Linked DNA regions of Oryctolagus cuniculus: region 2 is linked to region 1. The links are chromatin contacts, called in public Hi-C maps. All regions are on one chromosome and are shown on one strand. Each heading gives the region's core, a stretch centred on a gene start, on an enhancer-like site or on the middle of the called end of the contact. The rest is flanking DNA. Distances are from core to core; before and after follow the strand shown. Region 1 has its middle 24 kb from the start of RMDN2. Region 2 has its middle 77 kb from the start of RMDN2.

Region 1 (5,988 bases), core at 1,009-3,508:
CACATGGATTGCAATACACCCAATTCAATTACATGTCATATCTGAACCTGATTTCAACCCTTCACTAGAATGAAATTATTTATTTCCTTTTCACTGGGGTTTTGGTTTGGTTGTCGTTGTTGTTGTTGGTGGTGGTGGTGGTGGGCTGTATGTGCGCGTGTGTGTTCGCCTGCATGCTTTAGTTGCTAAGGAAAGGAGGTAGTGGACACCGGAATCTTTGTCTCTTTTGACAATCATCAGCGCCATCTACTGTCAAAAAATAAAATCAAGCTGTTATGTAACAGGCTGTCAATGAAAATCGGCCTTAAAGAAGAGATAGTTTTAGATTCCAGAACTTAACTGAGAAATATAGACTCTGGTACAAGATTTTTACTTTATATTATAACACTCTTAGGAATAATCATATGATGTTAAAACATAATTATTTATGCAACGCTTATGATCAGAGGGCAAACATGGGAATACATCCCAGCTCAACCACCTTGTAACTGCAGGGTTCTCTTACCCTCAGTCTTCCCAACTGCAAACTATGAATAATTATGCCCATAATGGTTTCTAAATTAAGTTAGATACATAGAACACAGGATGTTCGATCTGTTGTTCGATGGCGTTTGCTGAAGTCTCAAGGTGTGCTGGGAGCTTTTTGCCCAACAGCCCTGCAGGATGGAGACTCTGGGATAGCTGGTTCCATTCCCGGGCTACACAGTCAAGTGAGAACCACATTCAAATCCAATCCTCCCTCTGATTCAAAGTCAGTTATGTTGTGTCATAGCACAGGCGTGGCTCTGAATCCTGAGGCATTTGGTTTCCTTGCTGGTGGCCCCTGGGACTGCATTGATTTCAAGTGCGTACGCATGGGCCATGTCTGTGTGCAGAGATGTAGGGACATCATTTACAGAGATCTGATACTTGCAGTGGGAACGGAAAGACAGAAAGGAGAGGTTCTCTGTGGCAAAGCCATCCCATCTTTATGACTGTTTGATTTACAGGTTGTAAAGAGTGATTGGGTGTTAAGGCTAGACCACAGAATCCTACTTAATGTCTAATGTACCTAGAATGGAGGACATCTGTAATAGAATCCAGTGGAAAACAGCTCCGTTGTCAGACTGCAACACAATGTTCTAAATGCTGTTTCAGCTCTGACATTCTATAATTCTTTGATACATAAAAGGAGCAAAGGGGGAATTCATTACCTGTGGCAGAGATTGAATGCACCTTTGTGGGTTGACCTAGAGACTCAACACACACTTCTAATGTTCTGCCTGCAGAAAAATGAGTTCTGGGTTTCCAATGCTACACTTATGGATGTTCCGAACACAGACCATTCACACACTGGAGACTTCCTGTGGTGGGTCAGAGTGTCTCTGGTGGCAACTGGCAGGAAGAGATGAAAGACCAAAGCCCAGAACTACTGTAGCTGGAGCATTAAGGCAGGAAACAGTGATCATGACAGACAGCCAGACAGGGTCCTCAGAGAGCTGTGAGTGCCGCCCCAGGTGGCTGGTGCTGGCAAAACACCCGCAGTACACCATGGTCTGGAGCGTGCCCTGCAAGGCCTTCTTGGATGTCAACTGAGAGGCAGGAGCCTGTGCACGCCTCTCTCCCTAGGCAGCCTGGGCTATCAGCTGTATCTAGGAGTAAGGTTGTTAGAGCAGGGATGCAAAGTGGGAAATGACCGATATTTTGAGTCACAGCTTTAGTTATTCAAAATGGGATTTTGTAGCAAAACACTAAGCTTAAGAGCCAAGCATTATTCAGAGAGAGAAAGTTGTTACCAATCCTTGATCACCTTCTTTAACATATGACAGGACCATAGAAGTCCATACTGGAAATAAAGAAGTAAGAGGAAAGTCTTTCCCTTGAGCCCCAGGAGAGTGTAGGGAAGGGAAAGGGAGGGAGGAAGAACCTAAGAGATTAGGTCTATTCTGTATACCTTCTCAGGCTTGGTGTGTGTGTGTGTGTGTGTTGTGAGAGGAGGGTTAGGGTTTTTCAGAAACAGCCAAGCAGAAAAAGGAAAATTCAGTCATTTAGTCATGTTGTGTTTTTTCCCCAGAATGAGGAAGTGTGAAACTGTACGTCAGTGCAACTCAAGGCACGGCCTGCAGAGAACTCTGTGCCCGTATAAGGTGCGGTAAGTATGGACGTTGACAGCAGAAATGTAGACACTTTCATGGATTTGACATTGTTGTAACACTCAAGTATGTGGTGTATAAAGCCACCTCGGTGAACAGGTAGAGACCTGTACAGGTGCTGACTCACTCACACAATGAGTCACAGAAGGCAAGAGCTTCCAACTAGATGGAGATGGTAGGACAAGTGGTCAATAAGAAGCAGGAGGCTTTGAAAAAAATGTCAGCATGTGGGGTTCTAACTTATTATTTTCTTTCTTTTATGATTTATTTATTTATTTGAAAGTCAGAGCTACACAAAGAGAGAAGGAGAGGCAGAGAAAGAGATAGAGAGAGAGAGAGGTCTTCCATCTGCTGGTTCACTCCCCAATTGGCCACAGTGGCAAGAGCTGTGCCTATCTGAAGCCAGGATCCAGAGTTTCTTCCAGGTCCCCCACATGGGTGCAGGGCCCCAAGGACTGCTTTCCCAGGCCATAGCAGAGAGCTGGATTGGAAGTGGAGCAGCCGGGATTCAAACCAGTACCCATATGGGATGCTGGCACTGTAGGTGGCAACTTTACCCACTATGCCACAGTGCTGGCCCCCTAACTTGTTATTGTCATGACCATTTTAGTTTTTGGTTAACCATATTTTAAAATTTATAATGAATGTTTTTAACTAAAAGAGTTTAGAACTTAGATATTTATTACTTATTTTTAACTCTAGTTCATAACTGGTGAAATAAGCTTCCTTGGGCTTCTTTTTTTAATCAATCATATTTTTTTACTTCAAGAACTACATGATCATTATAGAAAATGTGGAGGGGCTGGAGCTGTGGAGTATAGGGTAAAGCTGCCTCCTGCAGTGCCAGCATCCCGCATGGGCGCCGGTTCTAGTCCCGGCTGCTCCACTTTTGATCCAGCCCTCTGCTATGGCCTGGGAAAACAGTGGAAGATGGCCCAAGTCCTTGGGCCCCTGCATCCACGTGGGAGACCTGGAAGAAGCTCCTGGCTCCTAGCTGTGGATTGACGCAGCTCCAGCCATTGTGGCCATTTGGCGAATCAACCAGTGAATGGGAGACCTCTCTCTCTCTTTCTCTCTCTGCTTCTGCCTCTCTGTAACTCTGCCTTTCAAATAAATAAAATCTCCAAAAACTGTGGAAATAAATAAAATGCAAATTTTCAAAATTTAACAATACACTAGCCAAACACTGCATGTATGATGCATGTGTGTATAAACACATGTGTATCTCATGTCTTTTGTATGTGTGTGCATCAAGATAAGGCAGTTTACTGAATGTGGTAGTGATCAGCAACAACATGATGAAGACAGAAGAGATTCCAAGAAACAGAAAGCAAGGTTTCTGCTATATATTATAGTAGTTTTCCTCTGAAGTATGATCTCTTTAGATTTTATAACCATAGTAAAAATAAAGTATAAAACTATAATGTGTGATCTTCAGAGAAATAATGAATAATGAAGCAATCAACCAAATTAAGGGGCATTCACACATAAGAAATAAAAATAATAAGCTGAAAGTCAGAAGAAATATTTGAAAGAAAACACATTGAGTCAAAGATCCAGTAAAAGCAAGTTCTGATTATTTCTTACTAAACGTGAGTGCTGCGCATGCTTTAGTACTTCAGACTAGCGGATTAATGCTTCATGTAATTGCTAAGAAAAGAGTGAAAATAGCATCAAAATCTTCTGTATATAAAGATCATTAAAAATGAATCTTAATGAAGAATAGGATAGGAGAGGAAGTAGGAGATGGGATGGTTTGCAGGTGGGAGGGTTGTTATGGGGGGGAAGAACCGCTATAATCCAAAAGTTGTACTTTTGAGATTTATATTTATTAAACAGAAGTTTTCTATTAAAAAAAGAAAAATAGCATCAAAAATGTTGCTTGGAAATTTCAGAAGAATCTGCAGCATTTTCTATGACACTGGACTTGATGTGTTCAGGAACTGGCTGCCCATGCGGAAGACTAACTCTTAAAAACAAATGAAGCCAGACAAGTATTTTCTTTCTTTTTTGGGGGGAATGGGAGTTCTATTTCTAATTAAGCCAGGACAACAGGCAGAAATCATCACAGTTCAGGCACAACCTGATGAATGAACACCTATACAAGCACCTGCCATGTTACTTGGAAGAAAAGCAAGCATCTTTGCTTCAGTGTTTGTCTTCCTCCGGTGTTTTCTGTATTATTTCCTACAGCACCATGCATCTAGTCGTGCAAACAGGAAGCCTGAGAACAATTTCTGCCAGCTTCTCCTCTTTCACCAGCATTCTCAGCCACACTGCCCCCGCCCCACCTCATGAGCAAGGCTTGGATGGATCTGTTCCTCCACTTCGCCACTCCCTCCAGGATAGGCTTTCGTCCTCATTGCTGGCGTCTAACACTTGCACAGCAGTTTTCAACTTGAGGAATGCACAGAGATTGCCAACAGGTCATTCCTTTAAGTGCATATGCTATTTGAACCTGACACTGATATAAAGGAGCAACTGTTGGGCAGTTGTGTCATTGAGTATCACAACTCGCTCTGAACTGCATAAATCCAGGGAAGGTTGTACTGGAAACAAATAAGATGAAGCATTTATCATGTGTGCTCTATGGCCTAACTCAGGTGTCAGGAATACTTTCTGGGGCAGGTATCCAGATTGAAGAGTTTGCATCAGGGACACTTTATCATTCACTATGTTTTTTAATCCAGAAAACCTTGTTAAACCTTTTTTACAAGTTGGCTGAACTACAGAGTACACTTAATGATATCATAAAAACTGAATACCACCAAGCTCAACGTGCTCGATTCAAACCATTCCCTTTATCATGTGTTAATAGGAATGCAGGCCCACAGAAGTAATGGTTGTTCCTATGATGGTTATTGAAGGGGAAACTTCCATCCAGTCAAGAAGATTTGAACTATGGGCAAGGCCAGAGCCAGGAGCCAGAATCTTCTTCCAGATCTCCTACATGGGTGCAGGGGCCCAAGCTTTTGGGTCATCTTCCGCTACTTTCCCAGGCAAATTAGCAGGGAGCTGGATTGCAAGTGGAGCAATCAGGAAATGAACTGGCACTGTATGGGATGCCAGTGTAGCAAGTTGTGGCTTAACCCGCTATACCACAATGCAGGTCCTAAGCACTCAATATTTTCAATTATCATAATACTTCCATGCAAGGAAGGAAAAAAGTTCTTCATTGGTGGATAAGATCAAAGAGCAAATACATAAGCTTGGAATCAGAATTTCTGCATCTGGTGTTGACAACAGTTATCCATGAAGTAGATGAAGAGCTTAAAACAACATATCTAAGAAAAATTGCCTCCAAACACCTAAAGCTTTCTATAGAAAGTTTCAAACTTTCATATGTAGTAAATTTCAAAATTTCATATGTAGTAAACTAATGGATATAGAATCAATTTCTTTTATTAAAAGATTATGTAAGTAGTTCACTGTAATGAGGGAATAAAATCCTGGAACTTTCATTTTTTAATTGAATTTTAATTAACGTTAAATACTCAAGATACCAATAGAAGACATATATAATACATTTTCAAAATACATATATTGAGGGACCGGCACAGTGGTGCAGCAGGTTAAAGCCCTGGCCTGAAGCACTGGCATCCTATATGGGCGCCAATTTGTGTCCCAGGTGCTCCACTTCTGATCCAGCTCTCTGCTATGGCCTGGGAAAGCAGAAGATGGCCCAAGGGCTTGGGTACCTGCACCCACATGGGAGACCCAGAAGAAGCTCCTGGCCCCTGGCTCCTGGCTCCTGGTTTCGGATCAGTACAGCTCCGGCCATTGCAGCCATCTAGGGAGTGAACCAGAGGATGGAAGACCTCTCTCTCTATCTCTATCTTTCTCTGTAACTTTTTCA
Region 2 (5,988 bases), core at 1,892-4,391, 52 kb before region 1:
CCATGTGCACAGTGTGCCTGGGATAAAGTGCCCTTGAAAAGACAGTGGTGAGTTTTTATTTGGTTAATGAATCAGAATTCCCCCAAATATAAATAGGACGCTTAAAGGAGCCCTCAGCAACAGTCCTTCACGTGTGGTTTGCTCGCTCATATTTTCTCTGTATGCAGTGATTTCCAGACCACACTCTGTGGAGCCTCTGAGGCTCCAAAAGGATGTCACAAGGGTGTGTGGGATGGGCGGAAGAGGGAGGAGGGAGGGTGGGGCTCTGGCTAGGGTCTGCCTCCAGCTCCTGCATGGATTGGCCACCCTGAAGTATTTCATTTGGAAAAAAACAGTGTTTGTAAACCACGAGTTGAGCCATGCCCTGGGCACGTCAGACTGATAGGGATCAGTCCCACATTTCTTCCCACGTCATGGATTTCTAGGTGACGGAGATAGGTTTGAATTGCAAAGCTTAGCACTAATGTACTTAAAACTCTGAACAAGCACGGTATAAAGGAAACGTTAGCACACCATCGCCACCATCGCTGTCACAACCCCCGAGGTGGAATTCAGACCTGGAGAAAGCCTGGGCCCGCCCAGACGCCTTCGAAGCCACGTTGCTGGGTTGAGATTCGCTTCATACCCCGGACAGTTTCGTGTTGAGTCCAGTTCTCACCTTCAGCTTTGATTACAGAAAAAAAGGTTGTGGTTCTTTCGGGAAAGGACTGCATGCATATTTTTGTTACTTGGATAGGAAAGTCAGTCATCTCAAAACGGGTCATTTCCTAGCCCTGGTTGGTAGTCTTCTCTGGGTACAATTCCAAAGGGAGCAGGTGGAATGGGCAGACGTATTTCCTTTCTCCATCTCAGCTTAATCCCCAGAGGTCCATGACCAGAGAGGCCAGGGTAGGGCACAGCTTCACTATCTCCCCACCTAAGAGGTCAAGTTTAACACACGACTTCTTCATAAACCACATAGGATTTTCTCCGTCTCTGCCCAGGGAATCTCTGTTTTAGATGACCTTCAGGTTTTGTTTTGTTTCATTTTTGGAAGAGCCACTGGCTTGCTTTTAATTAGTTTTAACCTTTAAGTTGTAAAGGTTGCATTGTAGTGGTGGCAGTCTGGCCCCCTTTAGGAATCATGCATTTAATAAGGATGGTGGCTCAGACCAAACTCATCATTTTTATGTGCATTAAATATTTAGGAATATCTTCTCTTAACTGCTGATCCATTGTTTCTTCCTCTGCAAAGTAGAAGTAATAATTCATCTCCCAAAGGGCATTTGTACCAATTAAATAAAAAGAATGACAAAATAATTAGGAAAAAATTGAAGCAAAGTGGTAAAGAGGAAGTAGCAAAAAATGATTTGCAGTTGGCTAAGATAATAGCCCCAAGGCTGAAGCATTAGATGGGAGAAGGATGAAAACATTACAACTAGGAACCATGTATCCTCACGGTGCAGCAGGTTAAGCTGCCACCTGTGACACCAGCATCCCAGGTTGGAGTTTCAGTCCCAGCTGCTCTGCTGCTGATCCAGCACCCTGCTAACACACCTGGGAAGGCAGTGATGATGGCCCAAGTGCTTGGGCTCCTGCCACCCATGCAGGAGACCTGCGTGGAATTCTGCTGCTGGCTTCAGCCTCGTCCCAGACTTGGCTATTGCTGCCATCTGGGGAGAGAACCAGTGAATGGGAGCTGTCCCTCTCACCCTCGTTCTCACACTTGCTCTGCCTTTCAAATAAATCTATTTAAAAGAATCACAAGCAACACAGATGATATCAAACTGGAAAAGGGACACTGCTATATTTTCATCCCTCTCATACTTGTGGGGTATTGGGGAAAAATCTTAAATATGTTCAGTGGGAAACACAAGCTAACACACATAATGAACTCTTTTCATTTTTCATTTCTTTCTGTGTTACAAGTAGAATCAATTGTGAACAATAAATATGTACAAGCTTTCTTTCTAATCTGTGTAATGGTATTTACTACATCACGAATGAGGAAATTTTCCTTTCGCAGGGCTCTACACTGTTTTGATATTTTTGTCATGTTTAAGACAATTCACATGCACTATCTCCTGTCTGTGATGACACAGGTTAGGATATAATAGCTTATAAGACAGTTGGAACTCTTTATTTTTCTGTAACTAATCCATGCAACAAATCCTGATAAGTACTTATTCTACTGGGCTAGAGGGTGGTGGGGAGTTAGGGGATAGAAAATTTTCCATTTACAGGAACCTCTGAATTCAAAATAGTCTCCTAAATCTAGATCTTTAGAGTAATACAAATCTCTCTGGAAAAATACTTAATCCTTAGGTTCTGCCTCCAACCAAGATGGCATCTGGCTGAAGAGTGAAGTCTGTGTGTCCTCATGGTGATGAGAAGGTTCACCAACTGGGTTACTGACTCCATGTGGTTGGCTAGGTCTGTATCCTGTGCACCTGTCTGATGTCCATGGCTAAAGTCCATGGCCAATGGAACTCCTTGTCTGTTGACTGCTGGCTCCACCTGCTGGTCATTTCAAGTGGTCTGATATTGGGTACAGTGCCATCTGACTCTGGCTCTGCCATGCAGCGTTTACTGGTCTTTGGACAGTCAGCTAGACATTCACTAGAGCTTCATTGACATCCACCATAGAGCTTATTGGTACTATAGAAGATGACCTCCCTCCTCCATACCTAGATACGGTCTACCCCATAGCCATGGTGGGGGCTGTTTATCTCCATGTTACAGCTTCACGTGGGGCAGCTAGAATCTCCTCTAGGCCCCAGGAAACCAAGGAATTCCTAGAAGCTGGCCTCCTTTGTGAAGAAAAGCAATGGTTTATCCCAGATCATTGTGCAACCACCTTGCCTTTTCTGCTCCCCACCTAAGAGGTCAAGTTTAACACACGACTTCTTCAGAAACCACATAGGATTTTCTCCATCTCTGCCCAGGGAATCTCTGTTTTAGATTACCTTCAGGTTTTGTTTTGTTTCGTTTTTGGAAGAGTCACTGGCTTGCTTTTAATTAGTTTTAACCTTTAAGCTTTTAAAGGTACAGTCAATCAGTTGAGGATGGTAGGGATATTTTCCAACACTTCTCATGTAAACACAAATGTTAGGTTCTTCTTTGGAGTAAAACAGACCTTTTACTGTTTCCATGGTTACTCCTGAGTTGCAAAAATTCTCCATCTTTTCCCCTGTATTCCTCTACTCAGTCTTGGCTGCCACAATCTCACAGACAGAAAACAATTGAACATTTTTCCCCCTTGCATCTGTAGTAAAAATCTCTGCCTTCTTAGAATTCTTTCTGAGGTTTCCATTCTCCTTCCTGTCCATGCGCTGCCTTTCTCTGTCCTGAGGCAGAAGCCACTCTCTTCCTTTCTGAGGTCATAATGTTGGCAAGAAATCTGTCACAAAGCAAAACATAAAACAAAGCAAGCAAACAAGAACCAAGCAAACAAAAGTCCCGCACAAAACCCATGACTGCTATAGGATTGAGCTTGGCTCCCAAAAGTTTGTGTATGGAAACCTGGTCCCTAGTATGGTGGTGTTGAGACAGTGGGTGCTTTAAGTAGTGGAGCCTACTAGGATGTGGCAAACTCACAGGGGGATGTGCCCTGGATGGTTTGGATGAAGGCAGTTCCTGTGGGACCTAGTGAGCCCCTGAGAGTGAGTTGCTCCAGAAGAGCAGGCCTGGCCCTGTCTTGCTCTGGGATCTCTCCTCTCACCCACTCCCACCATAATGCCCTCTGCCAGGTTGTGACAGCCAGAGGGGCCTCCACCAGAGCCAACAGATGCTGATGCCAGACTCTCAAATTTCCAGATCTGTGTGCTAAATAGATCCCTTTACAAGTACTCCTTCTCGGATATTGTGTTATACCAACTGAAAACAGGAATAATTGTTACCCTTCTCTTTACACACATTTATAATTTAATCTTTGTAATAGCCCTGACGAGTATTTTTTTTTTTCAGATGAGGAAATAGGAACAACAAATCCTATAGCTTTCTACCATGCGGAGCCACCTTCCACAGACCTGCCTTAAGCTATTACCCATTGACACGAAGTTGCTCTTCTGCCTGGTACCTCAGCATTTCAATCCAATTCACCTGTCAGGATCCTCCCCTATCCTCCCAGGGACGATGCAGGGGGGAAGCCACACAGCCTTTTAAGGTGCTTGGTCAAGAAGTCACTGAATACGGAATTTGCACATCATCCCTGTTAAGTGCTTTCTCCATAAAAACAAATGAGATGCTCATTTAGTTGTCACCACTCCCTTCCCAGGGGGCCAGCGTCTGTGATGAAGTGGTGAGTTTACAATAAACAGTCGAAGGTGAGCCCAGAGACTTGTTTAAACAAGTGCAAACATTTGGCTGGAACCCAGAAGGCATCATTCTGTGTCCATTGGGTTTCACTCCCACACAGTTTTCCAGAGACAGTTGAAATTCCTTGGGTCATTCTATAAACATTCTGCTTCTAAATCACACCCCTAATAGAAAGAACAGAAGACGAAGCATCTGCTGTAAGTCACTGCCCTGGCCGTGCTCGGCTCGCAGTGATACAGCACGCGGGGTCAGCCCCTGCATCAAAGACCAAGCACCACACTGAAGCGATGGGAGGACAAAGACAGACTGCACATGGCCAGCCCAGGGGCCCGGGGGCGGGCAAGGCGTCCCCCTGACAAGGGGAGTCTTGGGAAAAGACTTTTCAGCAAGGAGCTGAGGGGCACAAGACAGACTCCCTGGGCATTGCTGGGGCTCTCAGTTAGAGATGGGATTTGATGGAGCACTGCTCATTGGAGCAAGGAAGAGAGCATAGCTTGGAGGCAGGGGGTTTGGTCAAGTGACTTCTTGACTAAAATATTGATGTAGTCAGGGGCATAGCCCAAAGCCAGGGACAATGCCCTTTCTGCCCTTCCCAGCCCCCAAGCCCCTCTGGAGCTCCTAGATCTTCCTCTCTCACTATGTCCTCCTTCACTCAGGACCCAAACAGAAAAACTATGTCCCCTACTGGCAAAATGGCAGAACAAGTGAGTGATCTCTTGCCCCTCTCCTATGGATCTTTTCCTTCCAGCCAAACACATCTGCAGCTTCTCTGCTCATATAAGACAAGCAATACGTTCATTCAGTCTTAGCCTTGCACTTCCCAGCACCCATTCAGGAGCTGGCGCTGGATGACCCTGCCTGAACAACTGATAAGATGCCATTTGTCTCACTTGTGTTAATCCCACAACCACAACTACCTCCAAGTTCACAACCTCTCTTTTCCACACACTGATTATTCTGAGCGTTGCAACCTGGTGACACAGAGCATTAGTCAAGGAGTCGGAAAGCCTGGCTTCAGATACTTGGTCTGTTTCAATGAAGCCAAATGGGCACGAGTAAATATAACAACACTGAGGCTGTGTAGCACCAACCCAGCATCTAGTAGGTGAGGCCCTACTAAAGCACTTAAGAGTTATAGTTCCAGCAAAGTGATTGTCATTGTGTTTGAATTCTCTAGCAACTAGAAGCATCTCTAACTCTGTTAATTTACCTTATTTTCCCCCTTGATTATTAAACCACAGCAGCAGTGAACTCCATAAAACAGAAAGACTGTGCCTGATTCTCAGTGGTGGGAGTTGAGGAGAGAAAGGGTGTGTGTGTGTGTGTGTGTGTTGTGGCTTTTCCTCCTGTGGGATCCATGAAGGAAAACAGGTGGTAGCAAAGGGTAGGTGGACAAGGTGCTAGGACATTTAAGGGCAGGCAGGCAGGCAGGAAGCAGGATTTTGACCTGAGTGACATATGCCCATGCATCACACACTATCTGTTCATCTTGGCACTGATGAGTAACTGGGGCCTGTGCTCAGGTCTCAGGCATGGTCCCCTCTATGAGGTTGGTAAGAGCCAGTTACCCAACTCAGAGGAAACAACCCCGGTTCTGGCTCCTTCTCTCGGATGGAATAGCTGTGGGACCTTGGGCAAATCATTGAACATCATCTGAGTTCATTTTCTCATCTAAAATGAAAACACCGATGC

The links. A called contact is a pair of places that touch in the nucleus more often than the background predicts.
Region 2: a contact with region 1 is called in a Hi-C map of embryonic fibroblasts, with 4 times the contacts expected there. The contact joins two enhancer-like sites. A contact is called at or near these places in 5 of 6 Hi-C or Micro-C datasets (ear pinna, embryonic fibroblasts, psoas muscle and 2 more).

What each region holds. Positions count from the first base shown.
Region 1 is chr2:164,864,046-164,870,033 of mOryCun1.1, reverse strand. No RefSeq gene overlaps it. Among named protein-coding and RNA genes, the nearest start is that of RMDN2, 24 kb to the right of the region's middle. Within about 2 kb of position 2,258, at least 1 of the 8 cell types and tissues checked has an H3K27ac peak or open chromatin away from gene starts, as enhancers often do.
Region 2 is chr2:164,916,659-164,922,646 of mOryCun1.1, reverse strand. No RefSeq gene overlaps it. Among named protein-coding and RNA genes, the nearest start is that of RMDN2, 77 kb to the right of the region's middle. Within about 2 kb of position 3,141, at least 2 of the 8 cell types and tissues checked have an H3K27ac peak or open chromatin away from gene starts, as enhancers often do.